3 separate regions of the Mus musculus genome follow, and all the other regions are linked to region 1. The links are chromatin contacts, called in public promoter capture Hi-C maps. All regions are on one chromosome and are shown on one strand. Each heading gives the region's core, a stretch centred on a gene start, on an enhancer-like site or on the middle of the called end of the contact. The rest is flanking DNA. Distances are from core to core; before and after follow the strand shown. Region 1 overlaps Dnm3 (dynamin 3). Region 2 overlaps Dnm3 (dynamin 3). Region 3 overlaps Dnm3 (dynamin 3).

Region 1 (4,318 bases), core at 556-3,055:
CTGAATCTTGAGATGTACATTCTTTCGAAATCTTACTTCATGGATCATTGGCAAGATACAAATAAATTTCCCATTTCAGAAACGTTCTACCAGAGAGTCTACCAGCCAGATAACCCTCGGACACTTTGAGAATGCCGCAGAGTATCTTTTATGAGACTTATAATTAAAGAAAAAGAAGCCATCAGTTTGAGAGGGAATGAAGGAGAGTGGTGGAGACTGAGGAGAGAAGAAAGAGAAGGGTCTTGTGTTCATGTGCATATGTATATCTGTGCATGAATGCATGTGTGCATGTATGTAATTTGTGCTTTCTAAGCTTGCTACCCACCGAGCTCAATTTTATCATGAAAGCAGCTTGTAGTTTTGTACCAACAACTGACACAAAAGCACATATACTAAATTATAAGGAAACAAAATAAAAAAACTAAAAAGAAAAAAAAAAAGCCCTGACTTCACATGGGGATGGGGAAGGATGGAGGACTAGAGACAACACCAGGCAACACTAGCCTTGAAAATCACTGAAAGGCATCAATGAAATAATCATATTAGCTATGTGCTTGATCTGCAAAGGATTCTGAGGGTGTAATATGCCAAAATGTTGAATTTCCATTGTGGGTTTACACATGTGGTGCTCAGTTTTTATGATGCACACAGGAGAGGGGGCATCAAAGTCCTCTGACATTCAGAATGATTTCTGATTGGGTTCTGACTCCTTGGCTCATCAGCTCATTCAGTAGGAATTGCTGGGTGTTTGTGCGGCCCTCACTTCCCGCTCTCAAACATACTCTGTCCTGATTGCCAGCTCTTTGTCCGCCTCACTGCCATATCTCTTGTTTAAGGTGCAATTACAATTTCTACAGTCATTTAAATCATTATGACTCTCAAGTTGTTCAATTAAAAGCTTACATTGCAAAGAATTCTAATCATGTCTGCCTAAGTAATGTTGATCTAAAAAGCACTATATTTAGACCTTATATTCCCCATTAATTACTTATATTCTATAAATTATTCATAAGGAATCAGGGAAGGAAGAAATGGTATATTTCTTGATTTATATCATATCAGTCACTCACTAGGCAACTGCTATCCACTGGCCCTGTGTTCCCTATGTGTCAGAGCACCTGATATTGAATCTTACCATCTGGAGTAGCTGGTTCACTACATAATTACATAGTCACACAAGGGAAATGTTCTCAAAAAGCAAAGAGAAAACACACAAAAACCAATAGTTAAACCTTCCCTAAGTTTGCCTCCCAATTTAATGCCCTCATAATGAGGCTGAAACTTCTAATCACACTGTACATTGATTAAATGGCAAATTACTTCTTGCTTAAATCACTTGACACTCTTAAATAATAAAGATTCAATAAAGAAATAACACAACTTATCTTTTTCTTAGAATCCAACTCTTGAATGTTTGGCTCTGAGAAAATTTTAATTTGAGAAAAATTTTGAGAGAAAGTGCCATTATAATGAAAAGGTACAAAACTACATCTTAATTATGCCCAATAGTTTAAGTGTTATTTAGGTTTGTGTATAATTATTTGGGGGAACTTCTATATAAAAATTTTAGTATGAACCACATTTTTCTCTGGAGGTAAAAGAAACACTTGAAAGGTATTTCTATCCAATAAAACAAAAATTACACACTTATAAAACCTACTAAACATTAATTGATTGGATCACAGGAGGCAGGCTGTTCAGTTTCTCCTGGGTTATGCATAAGCCAGCCAAGGATTCTAAGGCCTTAAGAATAACTCGTCTGCTGCCTTAAGCAAAAACTCAGCTTGTTGGGTAATGACCACCATTCCTGAACCTGTACCGGGATCACAGAGAAAACCAGCCAGAACCAGAACAGTCCCTTGTGTCTATTAGACCTGACTTTGTGAGTCTTGCTGACTAGAGAGGTTTTATTTTTAATCTAAAAGCTATAAACCTTCAGACACTGGGCACATTATAAATTAACCATCAGTTACGATTGCATTGCTCATGAGAACATTTAAAATCTACTTCATTTTCTATGAATTAAGTGAGTCACCCTCAAAGGTCCCTAGCAACCCTTTACGCGTGTGTGGTATCTTGCTCGGCTTATTCAAGAGATGAGAAAGAAAGTGTTGTGCAGAGAGAGGAGCTGTGTTCACCCACGTTCTCAAAGGATTGGAAGTGAGGAGCAATTCCAGTCCAGAGCTGTCGGGAAATGGTGAGGCTCCTCCTCGTGGCACAGAAGTACTTTCTGTTTTACAAATGGAGCCAGCTCCTGGCTAACTTGGATAGAGTAAGTTCCGAGCCAAGCGAGAAGTGTGTCAGCTGCTCTCCTCCAAGTGGGCAAATTCCAAATCTCAAATTCTAAACCTCAAATACTTTCTGCGACTGGGGGGAGAAATGATGAGGCACATGATGGAAAAACTTTTAAACAGAGAAATTAAGAGAACTTTCGTGTTACCCGGCAAATGCTAAGGAATTGAAATTTCAGGGGCCAACCTCAGATGGAAGAAAGCCGAAAGGCTGTCGGTAAAGGCGCGCTTGGTCTCATAAGGAATGCAGAAGACACCCAAACAGGCCAGAGTGCGTTGACACTGTGTCAAAACAGTACCTGAAGGTCTTAATCGGGTTTTCTTCTCCTCTGTCATCCTGGGTTTATGTTTGGTAGACACGTTAATGAGCATTTAAGTAGGAAAGGAGGAAAAACAGAAGATAGGAGGAAGAGCTAAGCATGGGCCTAGATTTCCTACAGCATCCAATAAAAGCTTCAAACAGTACTCAGCGGGAGGCAGAGAAATGGAGACTCAAGTCTTTTACCAGAGCAGACATAGGTCGCACTCAACCTACTCCATGTTTTGTGGCTTTTTCCTTCTGCCCTACTTCTGCCATATGTTGACTGTCACTTGCTACATCAACAAGATGTGATTTCAATATCCTTCCATATATGCATTGGAAACTACTACTGGGGGAAAGCGACAGTATTGGGATTGGAAATAGAACTGAGCTCAATAAATCAAGCCCCCACCATCAGAGCTTATATTCTCAGGGTCCCTTCGTTGCCCAACAACAAGAGACATACGGGGTGTAATTCACACAGGCATGTATGCCACAAAGAAAAGGAGTGGGGTAACATGAAGACTGGGGGAGTCTCCTGAGTGTCTGGGGTTGGAGAGACTGTGAAATTATAGATAGAAAATCCAAGATACTCTGTTAATAAGGCAGGCCTTTGAACACAGACCTGAGGCAAGTAAAGGTTGGATCTTTGCAACTACCTCAAGGAACAGAAAGCAAAGTTTCCACTGACCTGTCTCTTCAGCATGCTACAGACACAAACACAGCAGTGAGGCTGCAGTGGGGAGGAGGGGAAGGAAGAGGTGAACTTAGAGATGGAAGGGGAGAAAGATCGTGTGTGGCACTGAAACCCCAGTCAGGACTTTAGAATTCCTTCTTTAGTTGATATGGACTCTGGGTCAGCTATTGACTGACCTAACATACCAAAGAACTGGACATTTCTTCAAACAGTACCTTTTAATGCAAAGTTCTTGCCTGGGTTTCTACTGGAAAGCTAAAGTAAGGTATCTTTTTTATGGCAAAGTTTTTATTCTAAGCAGTTGAGGGTAGTGGGATCAATTAATTGGCATGATAGCGATCCAAGAATGTGGTTTCCCAAGAGGTCAATAAATGACACAGTTGCTAAACTGTGGTCAAAAAACGAAGTTGTTCCTCCCTGTGCTTCCTGCAAAAGGCTTCAAGAGCTTTGAGACACTGCACCAGAGGAGAGGAGGTAAAAGAAGGCAGATGAAAACTGGTGCCCACCAGAAAACTTCCAAAGTTGAGCTATCCCTCAGAGAGAGGCCGAATGGCTCGGGAAGAGCTGTCTTGTAATCCTGTGCCCCAGAGACGACAGTGAGAAAGTATCTGAGGAAAAATGCAATCCCCAGAGCAGAAAAAAAAAATTTAGCTTTGCTCTGTGGTGTTTGTGCACACATAAACCCCATATGTTTTAAGCTAATGTGTGTTCATGTGCATAAGGGGAAAAAACATTAAAGGATTTTACACATGAAGCAATCAACATAAGGGATATAAATAAAAACAAGGCTTTTAAGTACGAAACTACAATGTAGCCAGAAAAACTACACATTCTATGTTGCCTGGAGCAGTCTTATTTTACTCTCCTAATTATGGTGAAAGTATTAATCACTCCCTTTAACTCTCAAGAATGTCCTGTACTGAAGGTTAAATTATATAGTCATTTTCTCAATGCCTTGTGCTCAAAGGGGCCAGATAATGAAGTGTTAGCATATGTAACATTAATTAGGATTCTTACCTTAAAAAAAAA
Region 2 (4,318 bases), core at 1,139-3,638, 210 kb before region 1:
TGATCATCTCTTTGTTAGCCTTATGGATACTTTTTGTCTTAAAGTCGTTATTGACAGTAAAAACCAGATGCCAACATTCTATTACATATTACCCGATGGGCTCGCACTTTTATTTGCATTTACCCAACATTCACGTTTCCTTTTCTTTGTTCTTTTTTTTCCTCCCTAACTTTTTTCTACTTCAAAACACCTATTTGTTGAAAACTCCCAATAGTAAATTGGATATCATTTTTCATCCCAAGCTGTAAACCATCACCTATGAGTAAAAATGTCTCTCTGATGTTTATTTCTTGCCATGGCTGTATGTTTGCTTTTGGGTTTGTCATGCTGAGACACACATGGCTTAAAAAAAAAAAAAAAAAAAAAAAACAAAACCCAAAAACCTTTATTTTACTATTTCCTTTGTTTGTGTGGAGACATAAACTGCCTTTCTGGCTTTGACATTTTTTCAGCAGTTCTCAGTTCTAGGCAAAATTGATCATCTTCCAGTTTGCATATCTTGAGTTCATTGTTGTATACTTGATGCTCAGTAATAACACAATCACCCCTCAGGGGCTGGAGAGACGGCTCAGCTGTTAAGAGCACGGGCTGCTCTTCCAGAGGACCCCAGTTGACTTGCAGCACCCGCGAGGCGGCTCACAACTGTGTGTAACTCCAGTTTAGGGGGATCTACTGCCATCTTCTGGCCTGTGTCAGTGCCAGGCATGCAAATGGTACACAGGCATCCATGTAGGCCCATACACATGAAATAAAACGATAAAATTAAAAAACCCTCTGACTTATCGAAGTATTTCAAAGCTGCCTCTTCACTGCAGGGCATTGGCGGAGTTGCCTAAGTGTCTGTTGACCTAGATTATTTAAGTACAGCTGCCGTCTTTTAAACATTTGACTTTATTTTTACTTCTGAGTTTTGTTTTGTTTTGTTTTGTTTTGTTGTTTTTTATTTTTCCACTTAAGCAGTGTTTTGGGGAGGAACTTTGTATTCATCTTGAGGAAATATTTATTGTCAGGATTTCCCCATTTGGAACATTTTCTCTTGGACTCATTTCTTTACAACACAGCTAGACGTCTAGATTCCAGAGGGCACAACACCTGCTGTTTCCCAGATGCAGTGGTAAGCCAGGCCATAGGGGCTTCTTTAGGTTATTCATGCTAGCATGCAGGGGTCATTGATATGTATTTAATTCAGTTCAGTTTATGAGTTTTACAAGCAGTTGACAGACATCTCTGGTGTTTTTGGCTATTGAGGTACAGCAATTGATGGAGCAAAGCCAAAGAAAAAGCTCTCTCTCTCTCTCTCCCTCTCCCTCTCTCTCCCTCTCCCTCTCCTCTCTCTGTCTCTGTCTCTGTCTCTCTGTCTCTGTCTCTCTCTCTTTAACCATCTTACGAGAGGGGCCATCCCACTAGATCTCTAAGGCTACTCTGAAAATTGGGTCAAAAAGCTGTTTTCATAGATGAGGAAATAGACTCAGAGAGAGCTGTGGGACTTTCCCTGAATCACAGGCCAGCTAACCAGTACACCCAGAACCTCCCCCAGCCCTCAGCATATGACCTCTCTACAGCAGCTGCATGGGTGAAGAAATACATTAATGGATGAAAACACAGTGGAGCAGACTTGGTCATGTTTAAAATCATGTACGGTTTTTGGTTGTTTTTTTTTTTTTTAATTTTTGACCAGATCTTGATTTTTATAGAAAACACAGAATATAAACATTAAAAAGATAAGCCACAAGAAGTAGGGTGGGGAATTTCAGAGAAGCTGGGATGCAGCTCAAGGAAATATACTGTCCATGTCCAAGGAAAAAAGTTCACTCTGGGAAAATTATAAAGGCTACACCTTTGCTCCTGGGCAGAAAGGGGGATAGTTTATTTAATGAGAATAAAACAATACATTGCTTTTAAAGGATCTAATGAAGCCTCTACTGTTTCTCCAACTTTACTAAGTAGGCTTCCCTTTGGAGCTCTTTCCAACACTCAGCCAAGGCTCCTTTGAGATGCAAAGGTGTGGGGTGGGCAAAGCTGGAGACTGTTGTCTGGAGAACCCTTGGCCAGTTGGAAGGCAGGAGACGCACAGTCCACACAGACTTTCCACATTCTCTGTGAGGCTCTGAGGAATCCAGCTTTGGCTCCACCACACTGACCTTTCTCCAGGGTATTTTCTTTCAGGGGTTCTTCACACGGAAAATCTTATTTTTTTTCCCCTTAAAGGACAGCCAAATTCTTGAGAGGGAAAATAATTATCTGGTTGAAACATTAGAAGAAGGTCAAAGGCTTCTGGTGGCTTTGGCAGCTTTGTCTCTACCCGGTTCTAAAGCCTCGTCCTAGGCCGTGTCTAGACAGCCAAGGCGAGTTGGACACAGGTCTGAAACACTGAGCTGGCCTGATTTACTGGAAGGCTCATAAATTCTGTCCAGGAAGCTTCCAGGTTCTCACCACATGCTGTAGCTGTATAGATAACCCACAGCAATTTGTACCGAGTGCATTTTTTTGTTTAGTCTATTTCGGCTGCAATCATGCAGATATGAGTTTCTGAATGACTCTGCTCTGAAACCAAGTTATGTGTCCCACAGCTCGAAGAACTGAGAAAGTGGTTGGGGTGCTGAAAAGCGAGGGAGGGAAAGGCTCAGCCCTTAGGTAAAAGGCTTTTTAAGTGCTCTGCTGAAGCGAACAAGACCGCAGGATGAGCTTATGTTTTGATTAGACGTGAAAAAAATGTTCTTACATGTCAAAAGAAAGCTCCTGGCTGTTAAAAAATATAAAGTTTAATTCCCTTATTTCTTTTCCATGTCTCTTCAATCATCTGACACCAGCTATTAAACAATTAAGAACGGTGTTTCAAAATAATCTCTTAACAGATTCCTTTTTATAATTTCCGGGGTGTTTGATAACATAAATGCTTTTAGGAGTGGGATTTTGCTGGGACCCAAGGTCTCCAGATAACGCTAGAGTTTAACACACAGCACCATGTTGGTCCTAGGCAGGCTGCACAGCCTGACACAGAAAGGAATGAGCCCAGCTTCCTCTTTGCCACCAGCCATAACTATTCCTTCCAGTATCTGTGATTCTGAAAGGTCAGTCATGCTGTCTAGCTGACTAACTGGCAATTCATGGCTTCTAGCAAAGTCAGGCCATATTGTCACGTGCTTATTAATTTTTAGTCTTAAGAGTTTACAAGACATACATGGCATAATTTCATAAACTGTAGACTTTACTACTGAATTTAAGACAGGTTTAATTTATTATTAAAAATCTTGACTTAAGATGGGCATGGCAGCCAAAGATCTATAATATCAGTACATGGGAGATGGAGACAGGAGGATTGTGGGTTTGAGGCCAGCCTGGGCTACACTGTGAGACTGTGGCTGAAAGAATTCATGGCTTCATAAGCATAGCTCACAAACTTTGGAAGCCAAGAAAGTGTGTGTGTGTGTGTGTGTTTGTGTCTGTGTGTCCCAAGCCTTTCAGTGCCCAAGCCAACTCTTTAGTCAGTTTCTTCAAACATTTCTTAGATGTATTTCCTAGACAGTGTAGCATTTTTGGTTCTATGTTACATTTTAATATGGTTTTCTGCACGTGAGATTCGAGTAACTGTCACAAACTTCTCTATGAAATAGCATACATATACAATGAAGGCGTTCAATGCATTTTTTGCCATTTTTTTTGACAGTATGCTTTTCTTAATACAGGTTTGATAAACACAGTAATATACAATAGATAGAATATGGCTAGGGCCATGAACATTGGTTAACAATCTGGCCTGCACTGTTCCTTCCTCCCCTCCCTCTCTTTGTGTGTGTGTGTGTGTGTGTGTGTGTGTGTGTGTGTGTGTGTGTACTTGCTCATGTTGTCTGTGGAGACCAAAGGTTCACATCATGTGTCTTCCTCTATTCACCTGCCTCCACTTCTTTTTTGGAACATGGTTTCTCACCAAATCCAGAGCTTATCACTTAGGCACATATTTACATAACAGTACATTTATATACCAATGAAATCACCAGTGAGAAATTCAATTTTGTTTCCCTTTTGAAAATCTGGACAACTCAGGCTGGGAAATGGTGGTGCATGCCGTTAATCTGCCATTCAGTGGGAAGAGGCAGGCAGATCTCTGGGTTTAAGGCCAGCCTGGTCTACAGAGTAATTCCCAGGACAGCTAGGGCCACATAGAGATACCTTGCCTTGAAAAAAAAATTAAAAAAAAAAAAAACCCTGGAGAACTCACTGTGGGCTTTTGCTGATGACTGATTCTAGAAGCTTCTATGATCACTGCTCCCTTTATAACCATGTTTCTGCACACACCTGATACACCAGTCTTGGTAGA
Region 3 (4,318 bases), core at 864-3,363, 170 kb before region 1:
TACTCTGCCTTCAAGCTTTTCTGTCTGTTTCATTCAGTTGTGCTTTAAAGCTTAGAGGGACAGGCTACACAGTGGCTGCCTAATGTACGTGTTGAGTGTTTGAATTAGCCAAGATGAAAACAAGATAGTAGCAACAGAGACCAGATAATGCCATCAACAAGCGTGACACAGAGACCTCCACTTCTAACGTGTAAAGACAGGCTTTCAAACAAGCATGGCAGACTTAAGAAAACTCAGAATGTGCCAGACCTCATTCTCTGACCGCAGCACAATTAAGTTAAAAGTAAACAACAACAAAACAATAAAATTCTATGCGTTATAAAACGTAAAACACATTTCTGAGTAACTCAAAGAGAAGGGAAAACCTAGAGGAGACTTAGCAACAGAACCGAAGCCTGGCGAAATTATTATAACTGCTGTTTATGGCAGTCAGCTGAAGACAATAAGGGTACAAGCTGATGAACTGCACATACAAATGAAGGCTGGCAACACAAACACCAAGAAGATATATGGCTGGAAATAAAAAGGAGACTATTGAAGTAGAAAAATATATGCAATGAAGAATAAGAAAGCCAAGAGCTGTTTCTTTGAAAATAATTCAAAACTCTGACAAGTGTGATCCGGGAGAGAAAAGAGGTGAGGTTTAATATTAGAGATAAAAGATGCCAAATCTCAGACACATTAAAAATAAGAGAACAGTAAGATACTTGGGGTAATTTATTTTAAAATAAATGGATTGGAGAATTTGCTAGAAAACATGTTATTGACCTAAGCTGGTCCAGATAAAATATAAAATATAGAATATCTCTACAATGTACAATAAACATATTAAGTTAGAGTTAACCATCCACTTGGCAAAAACAACTTTTGGTGTTGGTGGCTCCTTAGCCCCCACCCCAGCTGAGGAGCTACTGACAGTTCATGGCTTCTTGGGGGAAGAACAGCCAGGTGTTTTTATAAGTGTGACATCTGGTAGGTTGACTATGCTCCAGAGGATAACCCCATACCCATCTGAATAGGGGAAGACTAAATTAAACTTGGTGGGTTTTTTTTTTTTTTAAGTATACAATGTTGGTAGGAAGTGGAGAGGTAGCGGATGGATCTGGGAGGAGTTGGGGGAGGTAAAAAGGGGGAATATGATCAAAATACACCAAACACTGATATGAAATTCTCTAAGACTTAATAAACATATTTTTAAAAACCCACCTAAAATCCTGATGATGTAAAATCTAGATGATTTTAGCAGTGACTTCCATCAAACATCCATCTACAGGTTAATCCCAGTTTTAAACAAAATTATTACAAAGAACAATTAGGGTTTAATGGCATATGATTGTATGAGGCTAAGATCCTTGATGCCCAAAGCTACCAGAGGTGGCACACAAAGAATATTTCTTGCTCAGTATTCCTTATGAATGTAATTGCAAAAGCTTCAATAAAACACTCATCATTTTAAGGCAAGAGTGCATGGTACATGTGCTTCACTTTGAATGTAGAAGATCAAGGATGGCTCACCATTAGAAAACCTAACAGCATGTTTCACCACACAAGCAGATTATAGGGGGAGGGAGGGAAGTCACATAGTCTTCTAGATGAAGGTATTGCTAAAATTGATCCATTTGCCTTGGTTTGAAAGCTTACACTGAATCCTCTATACCGAGGAACAGGAAGAATGCTCTGTTCCTTAAAGGATATCAAGTGTTTTTCAAAAACCTTTTCAAATTATTCTCTTTGAAATCAGAAACAGAATGAGAATGCCTGCTTATGATTGGCACTGTCCTGGCAGACTCAGACAGCACAAAAACCATTCAAAGGGCTTAAGATTTAAAAGCAAAAGCTGACAGCAAATATAGTGTTTGGGCGTGTCTGTGTTCTGGCAGAGGTCTCTGCAGAAGTAACAGAACTCACGATCGTTTTAGAGTTCAAGGTTTCCAGAAGACAGAAGATCTAGATTTTCCAAAACCTAGAATATTCTTACTTTGGTGACTCTTGTACTCTCTAATACCCATGGTTCTATTTTTTTCCTGTTTGAAGCCCTTTAATAACAACTGAACCTTGCGGGTGGGCGGAGCGGTAGCATTTATTGAACTTCCGGTATGACAGAATTCCCACAGAGCACACCCCATCATCAGATTCTTCAGGACCCAAGAAGAGCCCAGAAGAGCACTGAGCTCGGCCCCAGAGGATCGTGACTGCTCTGACCAGTCTTTTCATTCGTTATCATTTTCAGTGGTGTTTGTCTATTTGGCGTTTGTTGCTATTTTGCTTTGTTTTGTTTTCTTCTGCACAGTGGACTTTCAAATAACACCATGTCCTCCACAGTGGGGGAAATTCCATTTCAATATTTTATTGTAGAGTGGTATTTAATTTTCTTTCCCCTTGATTCTTTAAATGGCTTGTTCTTGTGGTTTTTCCAAGTATTTTTGTATTCTGAGTCACTCTGAGCAACTGACTGGGAATGTAGGAAGAAGGCTTTTGCTGTTTTCATTAACTGTCTGATTGACCCTGGGCTCCTCACTGAACCTAATCAAGTAACTTCTTCATTCATTGCTAAATCAAGATACAATGTAGCCTGTGAACCTGGGTTAAAATTAGACCTGCTACCTAATGACTCACTTCTCCTTAATTTACACAAATTAGATTTTTTTCCTATAACATTTCCAATTGAAGAAAAATGGAGACAACCCCTTCATTCTATTTGTCTGACTTTAGTGCAATTCCATGTATCATTTGTTCAATTCCACTGATTAATTTTAGTGAACAACCACAGCTCCTGGTGATAGTCAGTGGTAGGCACTTAAGTCCTGATGCTCTCCAGCAGCAATGATGGGAGAGATTAGAAAAGTGTCATGAGGAATATGCAAGGAAGGGGAGCAGGTCAAAGTTCCTATGCACCCTCTACCTCTAGGGTGAGAGGTCTGTCTGAACTGTGTGATCTTAAGAAAGTCAAAAGAACTTGGAGAAAGTGCTTCCTACCTTACAAAATGGTCACCCACGCCTTCCATCGTTTTAACCCTCTGTGGGGTTGGTTTATTTCCCCCCAACCCCACCCCCAAAAGTGAGGATTTGTAAGTTTGTAAAGTGTAAACCCTGATATGGTGGACCATAGGTAGTAAAATGTAGTTTTAAGAAAGATTTGGCAAGATTTTAGTGTCTGCTGAGAAACCAGGAAATAAACTAGGATTTGACGATCTTTCTGCCTCTTGTGTTTGGGACTTTTGAAGCCATAACCCATGGTGGATGTTAAAAATAGAAAACAAAGTCTAAGGAAAGCCAGTGTAGTGGCACTTGCCTGTAATACCAACACTCGGGAGGTAGAGGTAGGCAGATTAAGAGTTCAAGGCCAGCTTTGGCTATAGAATGAATTCCAGGCTAGTCTGAGGTACCTGAAATCCCGATTGGAAAAAAAAAAAAAAAAAAGTCTGAGGAAACCTCTTAACATAAAAGCTGCTGCACTGTCTTACCTTTGCTCGGTGTTGAAGAGTGCGAAGACGTGCTTGCTGGACATGAAGCCCTTCTCCACATCCCGGACCTTCAGGTTGTCCAGGGGAAGCATATATTTCTTTTCTTTCTCCTGGGATACAGAGGTGAAAGGAGGGGATGTTAATAGAACATCACACCAATGGCAACCAACACACCATCCAAATCAGCTATCACTTAATAACACTTGATTACTTTACCTCGATACTGTCACACACTAGTTTTACCCCAGTTTCTGAGGAATGCAAGTTATCTGAGACAGGAGAGTACAGGGACTCTCAACACATGGGGTGGGGGAGGGGAGTGTACGGGAAAGACTCAGATGGAGAAAACACATGCTCCTCTCTCCTTGCCCCCTCATGTGGGTCCCCTTAGATGTTTTGAAATGTTAGTTTGATATTAAGAATTTAGCCATCTGTTAATATTTAACAAAAATGTTCTGGTCCTAATTCAATGAGAAATGCCAGATGGATTTCATTTCACGTTTTATTTGCAGCCTAAGCAGTTTTGATAGCCAGCATTGGCAGGGGAGTGTGGAAGCACAAGGACCCTGGTATGAAATACCCCATAAACTGAGATAAAACACAGAAAACCTTCCCTTCATTTGGGTCTAAGATAAAGTATAGGTTCACAAAAGGATCTTTCTACATAGCTCTTAAACACTCCAGTAAGCTTTTTGGCTCACTGGAGAAGAAAAACCTGCTAGGAGTAGATTGATATTAATTAACATAACTTCTCCTTTAAAACAGACAAGTCTATGGATATTGAAAAGGTAAGGTTTGTGAGTGTAACCAAACCACGTTGGTTTAAAACAGATAAGAATATGGATATTGGAAAG

The links. Capture Hi-C pulls out chosen DNA fragments and counts their contacts.
Region 2: a contact with region 1 is called in a promoter capture Hi-C map of adipose tissue. The contact joins two enhancer-like sites. A contact is called at or near these places in 5 of 484 Hi-C or Micro-C datasets (bone marrow-derived macrophages, cortical neurons, liver and 2 more), 4 of 115 datasets of contacts at active chromatin or transcription factors (the 230-238 cell line, fibro-adipogenic progenitors, heart atrium and 1 more) and 1 of 9 other capture datasets (adipose tissue).
Region 3: a contact with region 1 is called in a promoter capture Hi-C map of adipose tissue. The contact joins two enhancer-like sites. A contact is called at or near these places in 1 of 484 Hi-C or Micro-C datasets (uterus), 1 of 115 datasets of contacts at active chromatin or transcription factors (fibro-adipogenic progenitors) and 3 of 9 other capture datasets (adipose tissue, liver and pancreatic islet).

What each region holds. Positions count from the first base shown.
Region 1 is chr1:162,297,941-162,302,258 of GRCm38.p6, forward strand. The region is part of intron 10 of Dnm3 (dynamin 3); the gene reads right to left. Among named protein-coding and RNA genes, the nearest start is that of Mir214, 77 kb to the left of the region's middle. Within about 2 kb of position 1,806, at least 55 of the 459 cell types and tissues checked have an H3K27ac peak or open chromatin away from gene starts, as enhancers often do. A contact at or near this core is called in adipose tissue, heart atrium and uterus, where this site is marked.
Region 2 is chr1:162,091,948-162,096,265 of GRCm38.p6, forward strand. The region is part of intron 15 of Dnm3 (dynamin 3); the gene reads right to left. Among named protein-coding and RNA genes, the nearest start is that of 2810442N19Rik, 89 kb to the left of the region's middle. Within about 2 kb of position 2,389, at least 73 of the 459 cell types and tissues checked have an H3K27ac peak or open chromatin away from gene starts, as enhancers often do. A contact at or near this core is called in adipose tissue and heart atrium, where this site is marked.
Region 3 is chr1:162,130,993-162,135,310 of GRCm38.p6, forward strand. It overlaps Dnm3 (dynamin 3), which reads right to left. Exons shown (of 21, transcript NM_001038619.2): 15 at 3,465-3,574. Among named protein-coding and RNA genes, the nearest start is that of Dnm3os, 84 kb to the right of the region's middle. Within about 2 kb of position 2,114, at least 65 of the 459 cell types and tissues checked have an H3K27ac peak or open chromatin away from gene starts, as enhancers often do. A contact at or near this core is called in adipose tissue and uterus, where this site is marked.